2 separate regions of the Mus musculus genome follow, and region 2 is linked to region 1. A link is a contact called in public HiChIP or PLAC-seq data. All regions are on one chromosome and are shown on one strand. Each heading gives the region's core, a stretch centred on a gene start, on an enhancer-like site or on the middle of the called end of the contact. The rest is flanking DNA. Distances are from core to core; before and after follow the strand shown. Region 1 has its middle 58 kb from the start of Gm35271. Region 2 overlaps Gm29683 (predicted gene, 29683).

Region 1 (2,788 bases), core at 138-2,637:
GGTTTATCCAGTTAAAGAGCTTCTAGACAATCAGACACCTATTGTTATTTGGATGAGGGGAGAATGTTCAGACTAAAGCAGCTAGGGATTGGTTACAGAAACCTGCAACTACAAGAACAAAAGATAAAAGACATCAGAAAAGTCAAGTTCAAAGTCAAGGACTGGAGTATGTCTGTCTTCTTGCTTCTACTGCTTTGATGATGGACATTTAGTCTTGCAGAGGCAGACTCATTTCTATGAGTTTGAGATTATCTTTGTCTGTATAGTAACAGGGTAAGTTGCAGGAGCCAGCCTTCCTCCACCCACCAACAAAAAGAATAGACGTATAGTCCCTTTGTAGGTAAATGGGGTCCCAACAACAATGACTTGTGTAGGATAGGGTGTCTTTCTCATATATAAGATGACAGTCTAAGCTTATGTGACATTCTGCTCCATAAAAATATTCACAGAAATGAGCTTCTTCCTATGCTCAACATTGCATGCCTGGAATTTGTCCCTTTGACCCATAGTGGTGACTGAGGTTCCACTTCTCACACTGGTGGATAAAGAAGATGGAGGGAGAGAGGTGAGAATACAAAGTTTCTTCTAACAATTAAAAAAAACCACCCAGGTTCTTCCACACTCTTTCTTATCCATAAAGAGAATGTGATCATATGGTCATATAGTCAGATTTAGCTGCAAGGGAAACAGGAAAAAATGTATCTGGAAGCCAGAGATTACATTAGTTAGGTTCTATGTGAAACAATTTTTTTTCTAAATTAAATGGTTCAAATAGTAGCCATTTCATTTAGAACTCAGTGTTTGGTCACTTTGGTCGCTACCTTTTTTTTGATCCAGCACAACTGGCTTTATTGGGGAATGCTTGGGTGATGTGGTCAGCTGCTAAATATCTTCATATACTTCTGGGTTAATTGGTAAGGGGGCATTGAGCTTAGCAACCTTAACAAAGATTCTATTCCTCTAGAAAGCTTCTCTAGGGCTCACCCTATGGCAGCATGATAGTTGCCAGTGCAATAAAAGGGGTGAGTCTAACTTATGTAACATATTAAAACTTTGAGTTTAAAGGTTAATTGAGGCATATTTGGTAATGCTACATTGGCTAAAATGGCCAATCCCGATTCAAAGGGTATGTGGATTCTCCCAATATTAGTTGAGAAGGGAGGAATTTGTCACATACTTCTCTGTGTTATACATCTGGGTAAGAAGAGAACAGGTACTGCAGGGTAGCCAACAGTCTCACAATTCAGCATGGGCACTAGAGCATTATCACCAATGTCTATTGCTACAGACTGGTTGTGACTAACATCCTGCATTCCATCTTGACCTGGGTGTGTCCCAAGATACCTAGAATTTACCACCTCCACAATCTAATCTGTAAGACATCGCTCACACAAAATACAGCTAAACAAAACCTGGCTTTTTCAATGTATGACACATCATAACCCCTCCAGTGCCTTGCTTAACCCAAATAGCTGGAAGTCATCCTTGACAACTTCTCTTTCATTTTCCCATCTTCAAGTTATAACCACATTCTTAACTTCACCTCCCAGGAATCTCTGGAATCTAATGACATGTTTTCATCACTGCAATCAACACATGAGCCTACAGGTCTTGGCATCCATTCTTTCTTCATGTGCTTTGCCTCTCATACTAGAGTTACAGTGATGAAAGTACAAATGACGTCACAGCATTCTCTAGATTCAAATGTTTCACTGCTGTCCTCTTGTGCTCAAGATTGAGATAAGAACTACCAGGGCCCACAAGATACGACGTGATCTAGCTTTTGTGCTCCTGTAACTCTTTATAATCCGGCACGATGTTGAAGTCTTAAGACAACATCCTGAGCCTCAACCAATATGGTTTGGGCCATCAGAATCCCCACTCTTTAAGCTTTCAGCATTTATGTGTGCAGTAACTAGGGAGCTAGGAATTGATCTACCTCAAGCTCTACTATGCTTGGGCATACAACCAAGGGACTCTGTATCCCAATGCAGAGACACTTGCTCATCAATGTTCATTGTTGGCTTATTCACAGTAGCCATACATTGGGAACACCCTGGATCTTTATCAACTGATGAATGGGCAATGAAAATGTGGTACATTCAAACACTGGAATATCATTTAGCTGTTAAAAGAATGAACTTTACAAGAAAATGGATGGAGATAGAAAAAAGATCATCTTGAATAAAATCTTGAATAAAGTAACCCCAGAGAGAGAGAGAGAGAGAGAGAGAGAGAGAGAGAGAGAGAGAGAGAGAGAGAGAGAGAACAGTGGTAAAACTAGGGTCTAAAGTTCTATGATCTAAAGCAAAGGACCAGAAATATGATAATACCGATTACTCTACAACAATGGTGAACTATAACTAGGACGCTCACAGGCTGTTTTTATCCAGAAGATGTTGCCTTCAAATGCTATAGAAGTATCATGGCCCTGGAGCCAGTGGCCATTGACTGGAGCATAGGTGGCTTTATTGGTTATGTGGCCTCTAAGGGTGTTCCTAGCCTAAAATAGTCTGGACAATGACAAGTTGTTTATTTCATTTTATTATTTTTTATTCTAGTTTTGATAATATCTACATATTGTCCCTGATTATGGAAGGAAGGAAAAGAAAAAAATGGCATTGTTCTTACCAGACTTTCCACATTTATTTTATATTACATTTTCATTTTCTTAAAACTAAATACTTCTGATAATTTAATTTATAAGTAGTGCTAATTCAATTAGCACTCTATCTATTTTTCTATCAATCACCTATTATCTTAAGAGTGCATATTTATCCTTAACTTG
Region 2 (2,788 bases), core at 90-2,589, 190 kb before region 1:
CTCCCCCACCCCCGTTCTCTCTCTCTCTCTCTCTCTCTCTCTCTCTCTCTCTCAATTTTCTCGGCCCAAGAGGAAGCTTCATGCTCTCTATGACACAGACTGGTCTCCACAAGGAGAGAGGATCCGAGCCCTATAGGTAGGAAATGACAGGTGTCTGCAGGTTTGAGGTGAAGGTTGCTGGCGCTGCTCTTGTACCAGCCAGAAGATCAAAAAACGACTTCTGAAAAGGGCAGAACGGGGTGGTATTTTAAAGTTTACACTGAGCTTGTAGAGACAATCAGTTCTCAACCACTTCCTTTTCAGTCACAGAAAGGCCTGGAGTGCTGGGATAGGGTTTGAGAGAGAAACGAGCTTAAGGAACCGGGCAATCTTGCCAGAGACTTCTGCCCCTACCACTTTTCACACCTGCGCTGCCCAGTTTCCAGTTCAACCCTGAGCCAGAGAGGCTGCCTAAGCCTCTGGCCTCTGGGTCTGCCTGTTTTGTCCCTTCCAAATGCTTCTAGCAGGCACAGATGCTCTCACGGTCGCGTCCCTCTGGTGCATCTTGGAGAAACACTGGCAAACAGTGCTTTTCTGAGGAGCAGAAGGGCTGCTTAAGCGCCAGCAACAGGTCCATGCTGAGATTCCTCTGTCCTTCACCGGCCCCTCCTTCCACCCTCGCTACTGGGGTCCGCGGGGTAAAGGGGGGGATCTACTTCCCCCTTCCTCCTGGGTCACCCACAACAACCCAGGAAGGCAAACATCAGGTTTGCACTGTTTCTTTGGATAAACGCCTGGCTAAATGCTTCTAATAATGAATGGCCTTTCGCTGGACACTCGCTTGAACCGAAGAGAGGACCTCACTGGAGAACACCAAAAAGAAAATAACTAGAAAGTGGAAAGGAACACGGCCGGCGGCGGCCTCTAGGATCCAGACAAAGACATCTGAGTCTGTCCCTTTGCAGTCGCCCATCTCTCCTTCCTGCCTAGAGATCTGATTTGGTCCTACTGCGGCTCCCTAAGAGCCTTTAGATCCGACGTCCCTTCACTGGGGACCTTGAGCTGAGATCCCAGGGCTGGAAGGCTCCGATTCTAGCCGGAGCTGGAACCTGGTGGCCTCAACACTTGCGGGATGCTGCTACTGGGCCACAGTCCCTGCCTTGCCCACAGGAACCTAAACATCCCCGCGTCCTAGGTTAAGGTGGTTAGGGCGAGGGGGTAGGCTCCTGGACCAGCCAGGTCGAAGCGATGAAACAGCAACTTCTTCTTCTTCTTTTTTTCCCCCTGGCAGGGAGGAGGGAAATTCGTCGGAGGAGGTCGGTGGAGACTCCTCCTTCGCTCCGCCCGGAGGCAGCCAGAGCTCCGCTAGCGGTGCGTCTCCGCCCGCCCGAGCGTTTCCATAAATCAGGCCGCTGGCAGGCTGCTAATTAGCTCCGGCCGAAAAGAATGAGAGTTCTGTAGCACACGGTGGGTTGGGAGTGGGGGCCCAGTAGGTGGGAGATCAGAATTCCCCAGGATTAACGGGGGGACTCCTTGGGGGCATCTCCGCGCTCCCTGCCCGAGCCACCTCCGATCACCTCCTGCCAGCAAAGGCCCGCAAGTTCGGGCCTCCAGATCCCGCGCCTCCCGCACTGCGCGCACCTCTGCAGTCGACCTGGCCCGCCCACCCACGCCGAGGCCCCCTCTCCCACTCGCTGAGCATGCCTGGCGTTAATTAACTCCCCCTTCACCCGGTGCAGTATCGGAAGACTTTCAAAACTCGTCCCAAAGTGTTTCCTTCTCAAGCCTGAAGGCAGCGTTTGGAACGACCCGCAGAAAAGGGGGGCGGGGTGTGGATCTGGGGGAAGGGTTGGTTGCACCGGGATTTGAGATAACAAGACTTCCCCAGCGATTGTGTGGGTAGAGGGATGGGCTGTTGTAACCTCATCCCCTCTCCCCTAGTGAAAAGGCAAGACGGTCAGGGAAGATTAAAAATAACATTAAAGTTGGATTATTGATTTCCATGTAAATTGCCAGCCGAGAGAGCTACTTCTGTTTATTTTCTCTTTTCCTCCCCCACGCTTCTCTAAGCCCTCTGGGCTCTGCGCCCTCGGAGCCATTCCCACCCTCCTTAGGGACGAGACTCCTAGATGACATCACCAAGGAGAACGGCGGCCTCCCCGCCCCTGGCCTCAAGACCCCTGAGCAGAGATTGACAGGTGTCTCTAGCAAAGACAATGCCTTCCAGGTGTCAGTATTCCCGTTCCACCCCTCCCACTCCGCCCTCTTTGCTCCTTTCCCTTAACAACTCTCCTACCCACCCACTCTTCCTCCACGAGGCTTGTTCCTACCCCACCCCCACCCCCAACTCCTTGCTCTTTGCATCTGGGCACTAAGCTTCAGGTCCTGAGACTTAGGCAGGGAGCCGACGCCGAGGGGCCCGGATGGCGCTGGTGTTGTTTGTGCCCGAGGGGGAGGCCAATCCGAGATGCCAAAGGCTCGAGTGAGGGTCCAGGAGGTGGCAGGGCCCAAAGCGGGTAAAGGGTAACCGAGTGAGCATTTTCAAGGAGCCAGCTCAGTCTCTAGATTTCTGTCTTGACGTTATTCTCTACCCTCCACCCGCGATCTCTCCTCTTCTCTTCTCTCTCTCTCTCTCTCTCTCTCTCTCTCTCTCTCTCTCTCTCTCTCTCACACACACACACACACACACACACACACACACACACACACACTATAACAGACGCGAAGATAATCCCACCATCTGGCAAATCCCAAATTTGGCGGCCAGGCTAGGAAAGCAACAGCGACATCTCATCCGGAGAGTGGGTGT

Evidence for each region. HiChIP or PLAC-seq counts read pairs in DNA pulled down with a chosen protein or histone mark.
Region 2: an H3K27ac HiChIP or PLAC-seq map of the NIH/3T3 cell line shows a contact between it and region 1, with 4 times the contacts expected there. The contact joins two enhancer-like sites. A contact is called at or near these places in 7 of 115 datasets of contacts at active chromatin or transcription factors (the NIH/3T3 cell line, embryonic basal ganglia, embryonic forebrain and 4 more) and 1 of 9 other capture datasets (embryonic stem cells).

Annotation. Positions count from the first base shown.
Region 1 is chr7:70,143,725-70,146,512 of GRCm38.p6, reverse strand. No RefSeq gene overlaps it. Among named protein-coding and RNA genes, the nearest start is that of Gm35271, 58 kb to the left of the region's middle. Within about 2 kb of position 1,387, at least 14 of the 459 cell types and tissues checked have an H3K27ac peak or open chromatin away from gene starts, as enhancers often do. A contact at or near this core is called in the NIH/3T3 cell line, where this site is marked.
Region 2 is chr7:70,330,447-70,333,234 of GRCm38.p6, reverse strand. All of the region lies in intron 1 of Gm29683 (predicted gene, 29683), which reads left to right. Among named protein-coding and RNA genes, the nearest start is that of Gm29683, 6.0 kb to the left of the region's middle. Within about 2 kb of position 1,339, at least 109 of the 459 cell types and tissues checked have an H3K27ac peak or open chromatin away from gene starts, as enhancers often do. A contact at or near this core is called in the NIH/3T3 cell line, where this site is marked.